Regions from separate parts of the Gossypium hirsutum genome. Here region 1 is linked to region 2. The links are chromatin contacts, called in public Hi-C maps. All regions are on one chromosome and are shown on one strand. The core of a region is the stretch at or near the end of the contact, and the rest is flanking DNA. Distances in the headings are between cores, read along the strand shown. Region 1 holds the start of LOC107940563 (histone-lysine N-methyltransferase EZA1). Region 2 holds the start of LOC107951302 (probable pre-mRNA-splicing factor ATP-dependent RNA helicase DEAH2).

Region 1 (2,988 bases), core at 457-2,956, 240 kb before region 2:
TATCTTCCTCGCTGTCACTACAGATTAAAGCTTCACTGCCATGTTGGTCATAGTATATACGTCTCCTCCCCACAACAGATTGGTCTTCAGCCATTCTCTGATTTCTGTGCTGAATGATGCATATTTAAGATAAGACAAGCAAAAATAAAATCTCATGGGAAACAAGATGACCCGAGGAACAATGGTAGATTCATGTGTGGATGCTTGTGCTGCTGAAATCTCCAACTTCGAACTAAATATCAGTAACAAAACCTTGAGGGCTTAATAACATGGCTAATTTTTCCAAATGGCTTAATCTTGGTGTTCAACATGTTATCAAGCCCTTTCATGAAATCCCCCCCCAAATTATAACCCTCACCGGAGATGACTTAAGTAGCACGGCTAACCCATGACTTAATGGCTTAAGTCTCTAGTGGCATACTGATTCAAAGCAGAAGTATTGTGTACCTAAACAGACAGAATAGAATACTCAAAATTAGGCAAACTAATAAATTAATCCAACTTACTTGTCCAGAAAAATCCATGTCGTATATGGTGGCAACTTTTCAACGTTCGGAAGCTTGACACTTGTTGAAGATACAACTTCGTGACCATTAGAATAGTCTCTATCTCCTGACCCTTGCGCAAATCCAGCATACTTAAATAGAGGAATTAGGATTCTTGAAGAAAGCATTTTACCAAATCCATTCTCCTCCACACACAGAACGCTTCTACTTGATGTAGCTGACAAAATCTCTGAAATATGACTCTCGAGCTTCTTTCTGTTCTTCTCGACTTTTTCCTGTGCACACCACCCAATATAAATATAATTTATTTGCATCTCTAGCAGGTTGGAGCGCAAATCAATTCAATTTAGACAAGCTGAATACAGTAGTAATAGTTTCTTATCAAATTCACACTGAATTGACGACGCTAGTGAAATTCAAGGACAAATAAATAATGTAGCAATAATTTAAAAAGTGAAATTCATAAGCGACTAACATAACTAATCTACCTTAATCGAAGCAATTCTCTCCGCTTGAATTTGCCTTTTAAGCTGATTTAACTTATGTGTCAAGTTTCCTACTCCACCACTAGAGCAGTCTCCAAGTGATTTCTGCCATATCAACAAATAATAGCAATAAAATCAAGACATTGATAATTAAGCTAAAACGGATTTTTTAAAAAAAAAAGAAAAAAGAAAACTCAATTCCATTTTTTTTCCTTTCCGTTTTCTGTTTCTAAATAATTCATTAGCAGCCAAACAGAGTATAAGCTGCAGTGAACGGCGATGGAATTGAGAGAAACCTCAGCCTCCACACAAAACCATTGGCGAATAATATTCAGTGGAATTTCAAGTCTATGTGATCAATTACAAACTAAAAATCAAAATAATATTTTGAAAAATCATTTTAAATTTTATGTTTAAATGATACAGTGAATTTAAGCGACTGATAACTACTTTTTTACGATTAGTAATAAAGATTGAATACAAAAAGAAGAAATCAAAAGGGAAAAATTGAAGATCAAAAGGATAAGGAGAGAAATCCTAACTTTAGATTTAGTGGAAGAGTCGCTCCCTTTAGAGACCATTGTTGGCTGAATTTGGTGCTTTGTTTTCTCTGCGACTCCGAGTCATAAAACCAGAGTGAAAAAGAATCTGGAAGAAAATAATAAAAAAAGTAAAGAAGCACAGTAAAGGGCCTGACACGTTTGAACTGTTGTTACGTGGCCTTTACTGTTGGGGGACTCAATTTTTTAGTTTTTTCACACGGGCCCAAAGCATTTATTTTTCTTTCTCATTTTTATATTTATTTTGTTACATATAAATTTCGCCTTCAGAAATTTTAGCTGGCTTACGCAATGGGCTTTAAGTGAAGGCCCAAATTACATACCTGTCTGTACGAAATGTGTGTTTTTTTAACGAAACAAGTGTATGGAAGAAAACAAATTTTGGTGCCTTCTATTAAATCACTAACTTAATAATAATTAAATTTATTATTCAAAATATTAAAAAAAATTTACTCAACTAAATAATCCAACCCAAAATATAAAATTTTAAAATTTATATTTAATACAATAAAACATTTATTATATTTATTTGTATATTTTAATATAATAAAATATTTATTATATTTATAATAGTGTTTTTAATATAAATATTTTGTAATGTATTTTTTAATGTGTTAGTGCATGATAGCAAAATAAATTCATATTTTTAAAATATTTATTCTTGGCTAATTATCAGATAAAATACTATTAAATTTAGATTTTTCTTATCAGGAATGAAGTTGGTCTGCTGAATTCAAACTCTTACAGAAAAGGGCTAAATTAAAACAAAAAGCAAAGAGGAGGGCTTGATTAAAAGATTGAATATAAAAAGATGACTGGATAAAGATTGAAGGGTTGAAGATTTTTTTTAAAAAGTGATTGGATAAAGATTGAATGATTTTTTATATTATTATAACTCTATAATTAGTTTAAATTTAATATCTAATATAAATTTGATTTTTAAATTTTGAATTATTTAGTGATAATATTTAAAATTATTTATTAATAATATTTAGGATTATTTAATAATAATATTAAAAAAAAATCTAACTAAATTTTAATATAAATACCTAGTGACTACACCTAATTACACACTTGATTTTAGGCTTTAATAATTTCTTTTCTTTTTTTCTTTCCATTACCTGCGCCACTTTTCATTATGTCATTTCAATTATTTTTCTTTTCATTATGTCATAATTAACTAAACCTTTTTCAGCTTTAGCTCAAAAATTGTTCCAATAAAATAATCGTGAGATACGAATTCACTCAAAAAAATCTCTCATCACAATATTTTCTTTCTCTCCAGTATATGAGATAGTACAAATTCGTCCCTTAAAGTTGATTCATCTTCGATTCAAAAAGTGCATGTTGAGTTGGAGTTGTTTTGCTTACAGTTGGGAAGTTGAATCGACCGTACTGTGTTCAAATTCCAGCGAACAAATTGGCGTGTCTAGGTAG
Region 2 (3,270 bases), core at 201-2,700:
ATTTTCTTCTTCAGTCGGAACAAGCTCCACAGCATACTTGCTAAGTTGCATATATTCCCGTTCTTAATCCACTACAGAGAGATCTCCTTATTTTAACAAAATAAATTCTTATTTTCTATTCTCTAAATATAGTTCCCTGATGTACTTCGTTTAAAACTCTGACTGAAAGAACTTTCAATCTATAGTTTCAGCAAAAATGTGTCGCGTAACAATTTGCCACCATGTATAGGCTTCATATTATTTTTTTATCTTTAAATAAAAGAACTAAAAAGTATAAATCTAAGAATTGAAGACATGTACGAAAATAATAATATTATTATTATCCACCTAATTTCATTATTAAATAAATTTTAAAACGTAAAATATTTTCTTTTACCTACGTGTAATAATATCTATTTGCTTTTATAATTCTCAAAAAGACAAAGATTGAATTTTTGATCCAGGCAAACTTGGGTCTTGAAAAGGCTAACTTGATAAAAAAACTTAGGGTAAATTATAAAAATAGTCACTCAATTATTAGCATATTTCTATTTTGATTACTTAGGTTTAAAGTTTTCTATTTTAGTTGCTAACATTATAGAAATTTAATATTTTAGTCACTCTTCCAGTAAATCATTAACAATGACTTTTTTATTGGCATAATAATAAAATTAGTCCATTAATATTTACAAATTCTATTAATTTAGTCCTAAAATTAAAAAATTCAACAAATTTAAGCATATTCAAATTTTCCAACATTAAGCACAAAAAAAAAAAAAGAGAGAGGCGAAAAAGGTACAAACTATATTAAACTATCATAATCGAAAATTAACAATTCTATCAATTTCAAGAACAAATAGTAGATCTTCATGAATGTCTTCAAACACTTGCATGTCAGTACTCATTGTCATGGCTATTATTGCTATGTGATCCGCAACATGGTTCCTCTCCCTAAAATTATATTTTATCCTCCAATGTTATCTACTAAGTCTCATATGAATCCTTCATAACATTTTGTATGACTTTGACTATCTCTAGATTATTTGTGTGGATTGGTACCATTTTTCCTGAATAAAGAACAAACTATCTAGAATACCCTAAAACTCAATATAAAAAATAGAGCAAACCCTTAAATATTGATTAAATCCAAGATCCAATCCCCTTCTTGCTTATACATGGCCCCTCCAGTAGCGGTAACCCCCGCTGCCATATTGACAGTTTCATAAGCACCACAATAGTGAGTTTGTTGAGTTTGAGGGGTGGTTGAAGATTCTAAAAAAACAAAAAATTGCATTTTTATCCAAACAAACTGGGGTCTTCAAAAGCCCAACGTAATAAAAAATATGGAGAATTGGGCTCAACCGAAGTTGTAGGTCTGTAAGTAAATAAATCAAATACTAGGGACCAATTAGTAAATCTAGAAAGTTCTACTTCTATCTTTGCAGTCAAGCAAGCAAGTAGTGATATTTTCGTAAATATTAAAATAATTAAATATAAATAACCGAGAATCAAAATACCCTAGCCTCCCTCTTTTACCCAAACCTGATTTCCACTTCTAGGGTTTCATATTTCCCCTCTTTTTTTAATAGAGGAGCTCTTAATCAACCGACCCAATCAAATTCATAAATTGTAGAGTTTTGAATGGGTACGGAGAGAAAAAGGAAGGTGAGCTTGTTTGATGTAGTGGACGAGCCATCGGCTAAGATCGCGAAATCGAACGGTTTAGGTTTAACGGAGACGAACGCTAACAGCTCGATCAACAAGTGGAATGGACGGCCTTATTCTCAAAGGTATTACGATATTTTGGAGAAGAGGAAAACCCTCCCCGTTTGGCAACAAAAAGAAGAGTTTTTGCAAGTATTGAGGGCGAATCAAACCCTTATCTTGGTCGGTGAAACCGGTAGCGGTAAAACTACTCAGGTTAGTACTTTTTTCAGCTGTGTGTTTTTGAAAAATTGAAATTTGATTTACTATCTATGAACAATTGTTGTGGGCTTTCTGTTTTTGAGGAAAAAAATATAGGTAGTTACATTTTAGGGTTTTTTTTTGGTGTTATGCAGATTCCTCAGTTTGTATTGGACGCCGTTGATATAGAAACTCCGGATAAACGTAGGAAAATGATGATTGCTTGTACCCAGCCTCGAAGAGTGGCTGCCATGTCTGTTTCGCGTCGTGTTGCTGAAGAAATGGATGTGACTATTGGAGAGGAGGTGGGTTATAGTATTCGTTTCGAGGATTGCAGTAGTGCAAGGACTGTTTTGAAGTAAGCTTTGACTTTTACTGATTTTTATTTGGTATTAATGGTATAGAAATGGATATGAATAGGAGACGATTAAGGTTATTTTGTTTTTGTTGTATGACAGGTATTTAACAGATGGTATGCTTTTAAGGGAAGCGATGACAGATCCTCTTTTAGAAAGATATAAAGTGATTATTCTCGATGAAGCTCATGAAAGAACTTTGGCTACAGATGTGCTGTTTGGGCTTCTGAAAGAAGTTTTAAAGAATCGACCTGACCTTAAGCTTGTTGTTATGAGTGCTACACTAGAGGCTGAAAAGTTTCAGGGTTATTTTAATGGTGCACCACTTATGAAGGTTCCAGGTAGGCTTCACCCTGTGGAGATATTCTACACTCAGGAACCTGAAAGGGATTACTTGGAGGCTGCGATACGGACTGTTGTGCAGATACACATGTGTGAACCTCCTGGTGATATACTTGTTTTCCTAACTGGAGAGGAGGAGATCGAAGATGCCTGTCGCAAAATAACGAAAGAAGTAGGAAACATGGGGGATCAAGTAGGTCCTGTTAAAGTAGTGCCTCTATATTCAACTCTTCCACCAGCAATGCAGCAGAAGATTTTTGAGCCTGCTCCACCTCCCGTGAAGGAGGGTGGCCCTCCTGGAAGGAAGATTGTGGTGTCTACAAACATTGCCGAAACTTCCTTGACTATTGATGGCATTGTTTATGTTATTGACCCTGGGTTTTCTAAACAAAAAGTTTATAACCCACGAGTGCGTGTTGAGTCCTTATTGGTATCTCCTATATCAAAGGCAAGTGCACATCAAAGATCTGGACGTGCTGGAAGAACACAACCTGGGAAATGCTTCAGGCTCTACACTGAGAAGAGTTTTAATAATGATCTCCAGCCGCAGACCTATCCTGAAATATTACGTTCAAACCTTGCAAATACAGTTCTCACCTTGAAGAAACTAGGAATTGATGATCTGGTACATTTTGATTTTATGGACCCACCTGCTCCGGAGACATTGATGCGTGCATTGGAAGTGTTG

The links. A called contact is a pair of places that touch in the nucleus more often than the background predicts.
Region 1: a Hi-C map of leaf shows a contact between it and region 2, with 1.6 times the contacts expected there. The contact joins the promoter of LOC107940563 here to the promoter of LOC107951302 in region 2. A contact is called at or near these places in 2 of 34 Hi-C or Micro-C datasets (callus and leaf).

The regions. Positions count from the first base shown.
Region 1 is chrA12:84,694,792-84,697,779 of Gossypium_hirsutum_v2.1, reverse strand. It overlaps LOC107940563 (histone-lysine N-methyltransferase EZA1), which reads right to left and starts at 1,706. Exons shown (of 17, transcript XM_016874009.2): 1 at 1,534-1,706; 2 at 995-1,096; 3 at 507-781; 4 at 1-104. The coding sequence starts at 1,572.
Region 2 is chrA12:84,456,203-84,459,472 of Gossypium_hirsutum_v2.1, reverse strand. It overlaps LOC107951302 (probable pre-mRNA-splicing factor ATP-dependent RNA helicase DEAH2), which reads left to right and starts at 1,450. Exons shown (of 7, transcript XM_041082908.1): 1 at 1,450-1,899; 2 at 2,040-2,242; 3 at 2,343-3,270. The coding sequence starts at 1,621.